3 separate regions of the Mus musculus genome follow, and all the other regions are linked to region 3. The links are chromatin contacts, called in public ChIA-PET and capture Hi-C maps. All regions are on one chromosome and are shown on one strand. Each heading gives the region's core, a stretch centred on a gene start, on an enhancer-like site or on the middle of the called end of the contact. The rest is flanking DNA. Distances are from core to core; before and after follow the strand shown.

Evidence for each region. ChIA-PET counts read pairs in DNA pulled down with a chosen protein or histone mark. Capture Hi-C pulls out chosen DNA fragments and counts their contacts.
Region 1: a contact with region 3 is called in a capture Hi-C map of bone marrow-derived macrophages, with 8 times the contacts expected there. The contact joins two enhancer-like sites. A contact is called at or near these places in 2 of 484 Hi-C or Micro-C datasets (CD4 T cells and the G1E-ER4 cell line), 4 of 115 datasets of contacts at active chromatin or transcription factors (T-cell acute lymphoblastic leukemia, large pre-B cells, microglia and 1 more) and 1 of 9 other capture datasets (bone marrow-derived macrophages).
Region 2: a contact with region 3 is called in an RNA polymerase II ChIA-PET map of memory CD8 T cells, with 15 read pairs. The contact joins the promoter of Map3k5 here to the enhancer-like site in region 3. A contact is called at or near these places in 1 of 15 datasets of contacts at CTCF or cohesin (large pre-B cells), 2 of 484 Hi-C or Micro-C datasets (both in embryonic stem cells) and 5 of 115 datasets of contacts at active chromatin or transcription factors (bone marrow-derived macrophages, embryonic stem cells, large pre-B cells and 2 more).

Annotation. Positions count from the first base shown.
Region 1 is chr10:19,558,419-19,561,306 of GRCm38.p6, reverse strand. No RefSeq gene overlaps it. Among named protein-coding and RNA genes, the nearest start is that of Ifngr1, 32 kb to the left of the region's middle. Within about 2 kb of position 1,581, at least 15 of the 459 cell types and tissues checked have an H3K27ac peak or open chromatin away from gene starts, as enhancers often do. A contact at or near this core is called in bone marrow-derived macrophages and microglia, where this site is marked.
Region 2 is chr10:19,932,994-19,935,957 of GRCm38.p6, reverse strand. Map3k5 (mitogen-activated protein kinase kinase kinase 5) reads right to left here and starts at 1,432. Exons shown (of 30, transcript NM_008580.4): 1 at 884-1,432. The coding sequence starts at 1,352.
Region 3 is chr10:19,690,671-19,693,576 of GRCm38.p6, reverse strand. All of the region lies in intron 1 of Gm33332 (a long non-coding RNA gene), which reads left to right. Among named protein-coding and RNA genes, the nearest start is that of Il20ra, 20 kb to the left of the region's middle. Within about 2 kb of position 1,611, at least 128 of the 459 cell types and tissues checked have an H3K27ac peak or open chromatin away from gene starts, as enhancers often do. A contact at or near this core is called in bone marrow-derived macrophages, memory CD8 T cells and microglia, where this site is marked.

The DNA.
Region 1 (2,888 bases), core at 332-2,831, 130 kb after region 3:
GCATCTGATTCTCTAGGATTTACTTACCTCTCCAGTAAATGGGGAGAACAATGACAACTTTTTTGTGGGATTTTTGTGACCAATAGACAATACCCCAGATAAAGCAACAGGGCTTATTGAGCACAGTGTTAAGTGGGTGCTATTTAGAACTTTTCAGATTTATTTATTTTTGATCTGTGTATTTGTTCTGCTTTTACGTGTGTATGTGTACCACATGGACGCCTGATGTCTGAGGAGCCAGAAGAGGGCAGCAGATCTCTTGGAGCTGGAGGTTGGAAGTCACCACATGGGTGCTGGGAAATGAACCTGGGTCCTCTGCAAGATCAGCAATTGCTCTTAACTGCTGAGCCATCTCATTGGCCCAAATTTTTGTTCAAAGTTTTTATAGCTAAGGGATATTACTTACCAGAAGATAGATACTTAAAGACGACATAAAACAAACAAACAAACAAACAAACAAACACAAATATGTTCTTTTAGGTAGAACGAGTATAAGACACAGGGGTGTGTGTTAGAGAAGAGCAAACAAACAAGGCCCTCTAACTAAACAGGATTGATGCAGATATGAACTCACAGAGACTGGGGTAGCATGCACAGGGCCTGTGTGGGTTTGCACCAGTTGGGGTCCTCATCCCTAACCCAGAAGCTATCTCCAATTGATAACCATCTGCAAATGAAAGTTTAGTTCTCTCCAAAGGAATATCCCTGGGGAAACCATTCACTCTTAAAGGTAGGCCGCACTCCCAGCAGCAGATGTCAACAGAAAACCAACTAAATGACGTGTTTGGAGGTTTCTTGTCTCACAGTGTCATGTCAGGGATTTTCCTTTTTTAAAATTATATTGTTTTTTGGCTTTATTTTATTGATATTTTTTTTCTTTTCCCTTTTCATTCTACAGACACTTTGAATACATATTATGGCTTCCAGTTTGGTGTTTTTGTGGATTTCTGACTCTGTTTCTTGTGTTTTCTCTTTGGGTTCTTTTCCTCTGTTTGTTTGTCTTGTCCTATGCTGATGTGCTAGTTTTTGTCTTATTATATTATATTTTATCTTGTTGATATTCATTAGAAGACTGTAGATTTCTAATGAGAGACAGAGAGGGATGGATCTGGATGGGAGGTGAGGTGAGATGAGGAGGAAGTGGGGATGCAGAGGGAGGAGAATCATAATCAAGATATACGATGTGAGAAAACTGTTTTCAATAGAAGGGAAGACATTTAATGTCCTCTTTATTCATGGCCCCGAGTTTGTATACAATATCCCCAATCACTCGTGGGCTTATTGGGAGGATACAGCTGTTTACGCTATAATTGCCTGTGGTTTCGCTGAGGGGAAGTTACACAACGCAGTTGTTTTATGCTGATCTTTTAAGAAATTTCTCTGTTGTTACAAAGCTACTAAAATTTATGAATGACCTAAGATATCACTTAAAAACTGGATTTTCCTGGTGATTGAGGTAACACGAGTTTCTGAAGTATTTTCTGTCCTTTGTATATATGAAGGAATGGAAGTACTTTGGATTGGCAGCTGTCCAGACTTTAGGACCAGACTGAGAAGGCAGTGTCTTTTCCTCTTGACTTTAATCCAAAAAGTGGCCATGCCTTTGTATAAAACAGGAAGATGACTATTCTCTATTATTTGGTATGGGGATATATTTAGGGAGGAATCTATTTTAAAATATTCATATTTATTAAGAGATAAAGGCTGCAAATGTCCTATCCCAACTCCCTCAGCTTTATCGTGACAGAAGACATGAGGTTTAGATTTTGAGTTGGTCCCATATAATTTGTATGTCTCCACCAAGAAGTCCTTACATACTGTCCCTAAGATGTTGGTTTCTATTCATGAATTTTTACAATAGAGAAAGAATGTTTTTTAATCCAGCTTTCCTCTTGGAATTTTTTCTGGATTATTAAAAGTGTCTAAGAAACATCTGTGTCATAAGCTATGGCAGCTGACAAAGCTGTGGATCTAGCTGTAGATGACTGTCTACCCATCAAGCACCCACTGTACATTAGCCAAAGATTTGAAAGCCTAAGATGGAGAATTATTATGGCTTCCTGGAAGTTCTTTTGTTCATGAGATCTGACTGGCTATGGCAGTTAGTGCCACGCCGTGTTGCAAGATTTACAAGCAATCTTAAGAATATTTTCAGATTAAAAAGACAAGGAGTCAGGATCGATTATGCCTTAGTTCAAAATCCAAAGTACACATCACACTGGCCACTACCAAAACTGAGGTTCAGATGAGAGCTCTGCCATTTTCCAATGTGTTTGTGAGAGAATAAAGCTTAAAGTGCGAGTATTGTTGTTGGTCACTAGGATTGAAAAGTATGATTTAGACAACAAGAAAATAATATTGTTGGTTATTTTCATTAGCAATGGTTAGTTAATATAGCCGTTGTCATTAATAGCTTAATTAGTTGTTTAATAAGTTAATTGTCATTGATTGCCTATTTCACAAATACTGCTTCTCCATTTTTCATTTCATCACTAAAAAAATAAAACCTTACTCTTTTAAATCTCAGTAATTTCATGTCCTCAGTTATCCACAGACTGGTCATATTGACAATTGATACAACTCATGGGGAAAAAATATCTAATTTTCCAACTGCTGGTTGTTAAAACCGCTGCATTTTTTCCAGGTACCCCTCAAGGCTTGAGTCTAAGGTGGTTCTTGGAGGTCCTTGTTCCCTTTTATTCTTCTGGAAGTAAAGGTGACATGTTTGGCTGTAAAAGGCTTTATAGTTGCCTGGGTAGCAGAATGAATATGGTTCAACTTACTGGGAAACACTTCCTTCTTTACCTAAGCTCTAACTACATTCTTACCTAATATATTAGCATATACAATGGGCCCTTCGCAATCATCAGTCTTAGAAGAGAGAACTA
Region 2 (2,964 bases), core at 183-2,682, 240 kb before region 3:
TTTAGTCATCAGAACTCTCTTAACAGTTTTTGAAATCTGAAATGGACTAAAAGGGAGACATTCCGGTGGATTACATTAACAATCACTTTAATAGTCAACCGAATCTGTCATTAAAATTGCATGGGAACTCTTTAAACCATGCCAAATTATAAACTCTTCCACTCACCACAGTATCTGAGGTAATTTTTTAAAAAAACAAACAAACAAACAAAAAACAAAACAAAAAAAACTGGTTCTTTGGGCAAGATTCTAACAAAGATCACACACATTTGGTGTGTTTCACGGTGCTTTTACTCCAACATATAGTTATTTGACCGTTCAAAGTAGTAAGAGAATGGGAAATTGAAGCCACCAAAACTCGAAGGTGAAATGAGTTGGGGAAGGTCAGGCCGCGCTTTGAAAACTCAAACGAAACTCTGCACACAGCTGGCTGCTTAGCATAAGGGCATTTCTGTACTCCCAAGACTGCACAGAGAACAGAACATCACTTCAGTGGGCCACAGGTGTGTGTTTGCAAAAGCAAAACCTACCCACCTCCTAACTGAAGAGAAGTGATTGAAGCAATTATTCGCAATGGTGGGAGGAAGTGTTTTTCCGAGCCTTGTACTTGGACCCAGGGTCTTCGCTGCCGGATAATGAATAAATCAGCGGAGGATCTCCCGCACAAATACAGTCACTTGCACCAGCACACCCTCAACTAGGAGCGGCCGGCCTGAATAGTCCTGCAACCACTCTTGCCGCTCTCAAGGTGAGGCGTGATGTAAATAGGAAGCTTGCTTCCCGCCCACGAAAAACAAAACAAAACAAAAATCCCCCCCCCCCCCCAACCAAGACAGCCAGGAGAAACCGGCTGGGCAAAGCAACGAGCCGAGCTGCCACTCACCTGCGTTGTAAAAACGGTCCAGCACGGCGGTTTCCCCGAAGTCCAGCTTCCCGAAATGCAGGGTCTCCAGGGTGGCGCCCACCGCCTCGCACGCCTCCCGCAGGCTCTGCAGGGCCTCGCTCTCCGCCACCACCAGCTGCCCCTGGCTCGCCTCATTGATCACATAAGCCACGGTGGTACGCCGGCCGCCCCCGCTGCCAGAGTTGCCCCGGCCTCGGGTGGCGCTGCTCCCGGGGGCGGTGGTAGGGCAGCTGGTGCCGGGAGCCGCCGCGCTCTCCACGTTCCAGAAACTGCCCGGCGGTGGCGGCGGCGGCGGCACAAGCAAGGGCTGCAGGCTCGGCTCTCCCTCCGCCGCCGTCGCCGCTCCTCCTCCCCTCCGGCAGCTGCCGCCCTCCGGGATGGTGCAAAAGCCCACGGACGCAAAGGGCGGCACGGAGAAAGTGATGCCCTCGCCGGCTTCGGTGCCCATCTCTGCCTGCCGGGCTGCCACGGCGGCGACCCCGGAGTCCCCAGCCCAGACGCACCGTCTGGCTAGCCACAGCTCCGGGCTGCTCCGCGCGCGCCGGGCTAGGCAGCTGCCATCGCGCGCCGCGCCTTCACCGCCCCGCCGCCGCCTCCGCTCGGGCGCCCTGTCCCCCGGGGCCACGCCGCTGCCCGGCGGCGGCTCGCCCCTCCTCGGCGCCTCCGTGGCCACGCCGCTCGCCCGCTGCAGGGTGGAGAGTCCACGGGGTGGGGACGCCGGCCGCGGCGAGCGGGAAGGGACAGAGCTTCCTCCTCTTGGCGGGCGGACGAGTCGGCGGCCAACCTGCGCAGCCCGGCTCAAGGGCGCCGCGCTCGGGGAGCCGCGAGCTGTCGCCTGCCGAGCGCGGGCCGGGCGAGGGCGCCCTCTGGGTGCCGGCGCTACCTGGAGAACACCTTACGCGCGGTGGGCGGGCTACCCCGAGCCGCGTCCCGGAACCTCCGTGGCCGCTCCCGAAAGGATCCGCCTCTCTGCTCCGCAACAGCTCCCTTGCACCGACTCCGTCTCCTCCACCACCACCTCCTCCTTCCTTCCTTCCCTTCCTCTTTCACCGGTTCGCCGCGCCCTCCGAGTCCCAGCGACCGTCTCGCAGCCGCCCGTCCTCTCGGCTACCCGCCTGTGGCCGCCCACTCGTTGCAGCACAGAGAGCCAGGGCCCGCCCCTGAGGAGGGCGCTGCTGGGAAGCTGCAGCCTGGACCGAACCCACTGCTCCGGGACCTCAGAGAACTGGGAAAGAGGGCTGAAACCCTGTGCGCGCCTCGCTGCGGGACGGCGCAAAAGAAGAGTCTCTAACCCGCACTGTCCCGGTCAGCCCGCCAGGCGTTTGCAGCGCTGGGCGCAGCCACCGCGCCTCGCTCGTTCTGGTCCGCTCGTGGGCAGCGCGTGGCGCTGGATGCACCGTGGCAACACGCGTGCCGAGAGGCGGGAGGATCCAACAAGCGCCCTACAGCCCAGGCCTCAAATGGAAAGTGGTTTATAAGTGACAGGGGCGCTAAATTTAGAAGTGGTCGGCTAAATTTATCGTGGCAGCCGCTGGTACTTTTCATTGTAAAATTTCCAGTTGCTTACGCTGTTATCGTTAATGAGTAATTGATTGGCTCCATTGCCGAATGACTTAATACTCTCATATATCATCTTAAAGTCACCCCTTCCTCAAAATGCCAGATACCTAAGATAGAAAATGCATGGGAAAATTATCATTCAGAGTTGAAAGAGAGAAGTTAACTTATTTCATTTTTTAAAACTGAACCATACACAAATGAAAAGGCTTGATTGCTTTAGTGTGATCAAAAAGCTCCCGCTTATTTTGGGAAGCAAAACCAGATGTGTAAATTCCCAGAGAACTCTCCCAGAATGCTGTAGGTCATGTCAGGAAAGCCAAGGCAAGCTGCAATACGTAAAGGATTTGGATTTCCTAACTTGAGGTTAGTAAGCCAAAATGTAAGAGGCAAAATGTAAATTGGATGTCAAACTCCCCAAAGCCTTACTTAACACAGTATTAAGTAAGGGGAATCTGGGGGCGAGGGACACATTCAGACCAGAACACTGCCCAATTCTTAAA
Region 3 (2,906 bases), core at 362-2,861:
ACTCTCTTAATCACTGGGCCATCTTTCTAGCCTCCATTTGTCATGCTCGCAATGTATTTTAAAGCTCTAGAGAGGGCAGAGTGCTTATACTGTAAGTGTAAGCTGCCGGGGGACATGGGCAGGAAGCATCGGAGAACCTGTTCTGCAATCATCGTCTTCCTGGAATGCCTCTTTCCCGGCTTATGAGGACAGGGGCGGGCATCAGCTTCTGGGGCTAAGCATCAGCTCCAACATTCTCAGAAATGGAGTGCCTAGCACAGCAGAAATGTGACCCATCGGCCACTGGATGTCACTCTCTGCTCATACTCCCAAGTCTGGCTGTCCTTCCAGGCTTCTGCAATGTTCTCATAAGAAACACGCCAGAGGGCAGAGGTTCACCTGTGCAGGACCCCCTCAACATGGGATCGTCTGCAGTTCCAAAGTGAAATTGATTTTTGATTCTCAGCAGCGTAGACAGAGAAGAGATGAGTGGGCTCGAGTGGGCCTTTCCCATCTAGGCACTTAGGTGGTGCTCGGACAGAGCTCTAGGATCTGTCAGTCAAGAGGCGGCAGGCTCACTTACAGGGTCACAGCTAGAATCAAGGACTGCTACTCACGTTAGGTTCACATCCGACATGGCTTGCATGTAAACAGAACACCGGAATCCCTTCATCGGAAAACAGAACAGGAAGTGCAAAAATGGGGCTCAGTGACCAGTGTGAAATTGGGCCAGCTTTTTTTCTTGGGAAGAACTTTTTAACAGCAGAGGTTACCACTTGAACCAGAAGAGACCCTAGCACCAGTTCCTTGAGGGTTTCCACCTATGTGCACGGTCTGAGAGTTCCCCCTTCCTACCTACCATGGTGACACAAGCTGCTTTGACCTCTATCTATTACTTACCCCATCATCTTTGAGCCAATGTACCTACTTATCATTTAATCAAGGTTTTAACAAGTCTGGAGCAATTTGCTACAGTCCCCGTGGGGCATCTCCTCTGGAGAGGGTATTTACTCTGTTATTCAACATGACAACATTCGTTTATCGGATGCTGTTTTCTGAGTTCCATACACTGGTAGGTTGAGCAGGGACACAGTCCATGCAGTACCCGTTACTGAAGAATTGAAGTATTTCCGTGTTGAGATCTTAAGGTAGAGGGCACCGATTGCTTTGTAGATATCGTCAGTGTGTGGAGATGGACTTGACTTTCCCATGTGGAGTAGCTTGACTTACTCAGCTACTCTGTGTCCAGAGGCAGCTTCATGAGGTCTTTGTGCCTTTGAAATAAGTCCTGTGGCAGCCTCGGGGAAGCTGTGTGAAGGCTGTTCGTGAACAGCCAAAGAGTTTTGTTTTAAAGTTAACTCTCACCCTGGAGTGTCTTTCAGAGTTTGTCCTTGTGCTTAAGATATAACGCCCCCAACCCCATCGCAGTGGTGACTTGGACGATGGCCGCTTCTACGTCTCTATGAAGCAACACCTTTTTCTACTCTTAGATTTACTGCCAGTTCGAACTTCCTCTAACTGCCCGGCAGTTTCTGCATCGGGACTTCGGTAAGCGAAGCTTCCTCTGACTGTTTTGCTCTTTTGTAACGGCTCTCACTTCCTCTCTGCCACATGCACACTCAAGTGTCAGTTTGAACTCTGGTGACTTCTACGGTGAAGCCGGAGCTGTGCATTAGTCAGCTGCGCCCCAACCCCCATTCTACAGTCCTTATGACACTCATGCCCGTGACACTTCTCAGATGCCCCCAACAGCACATTCCTTTCTGTAGCAATCCCATGGCTAGGGGAGTTTGCCACTTGACCCCTATAGCATACTGCTATCAGTTCTCACACTTCTTTGAGGGGGTCTTCATTGCCAATTGGCCAGCAAATAATCTATCTATAAAATACCGCTAAGTAACTGTTAGGATCATTTTTGAAGCCAAGTGTCTTTGGTTGGGTCCCCGGAAACAATTCTGAAATGGAGACTTCTGGGCAGTGGTTTAATTAACTGGTAAATGCTCTGAGGGTCAATACCGGCAGGGATGAGGGAGTAACTGTGTCAGAGGCTGCATGCTGACTTGATGCAGAAGGTGGGGCCAATCCCACTCAGGTGCTGAGGATCTGGGGGTGGGGCACCTCCAGTTGGTCCTGCCTGAGTTGCCCCAGTTGATGCCAGAGGCTACGAAGAGGAGTGACCTGGCATTCCTCAGTCAGTGAGACCACAGCTTAGGGGCAGTTTCTTCCAGGCAAAGGCAGAGCCTTGAGGACACACCCAGAAGCAGTCAACTGGCTGTGGGAAACAAGGACATGCAGTCTGAAGTATGCTTGCTCCCTTCCCAAGTACTGTCCTTTTTTTCTGGATCTCTTCTGAAGTGTGTTGAAATCCTTAATTTATCTCTTTGCCCCATCTTTTTATTTCTAAAATAAATGTTTCTGTTAGTATTATGTTATATTAGATGTTCTATTTATCTAAAATAAATATTTCTTTTAAAAAAGATTTCCTTTTAAACAAATACTCCCAGAAGTAATAGAGTGAATATGCACTTTGGAGTGAAATAAAAACTGGATTAAAAAGAAATGTTTTTCTAGTGGTGCTGATCCACACTGTGAATTACTTTACTCTATGATTCAAGTGGTATTTCTAACCAATACACACTTTCTGGTTTAACAATAACTTTTCAAAAAACTGTAAACGAAAATCTTATCTATTTGTATGTCAATGGTAGGTTTCTGCCAATAACATTTGCTAGCAAGAATCGTTTTTTTAAAAATTTTATTTATTTTTTTGATTTGCATGTTGATTTTTCTTTTTTATTAATTAATTTATTTTTTTACACTCCATATTTTATTCCTCCCCCCATCCTCCAACTGCTCCACATCTCATACTTGCTCCCCACCCCCTGTCTCCATGTGGATGCCCCCATCCCTCACCCCACCTGAACTCT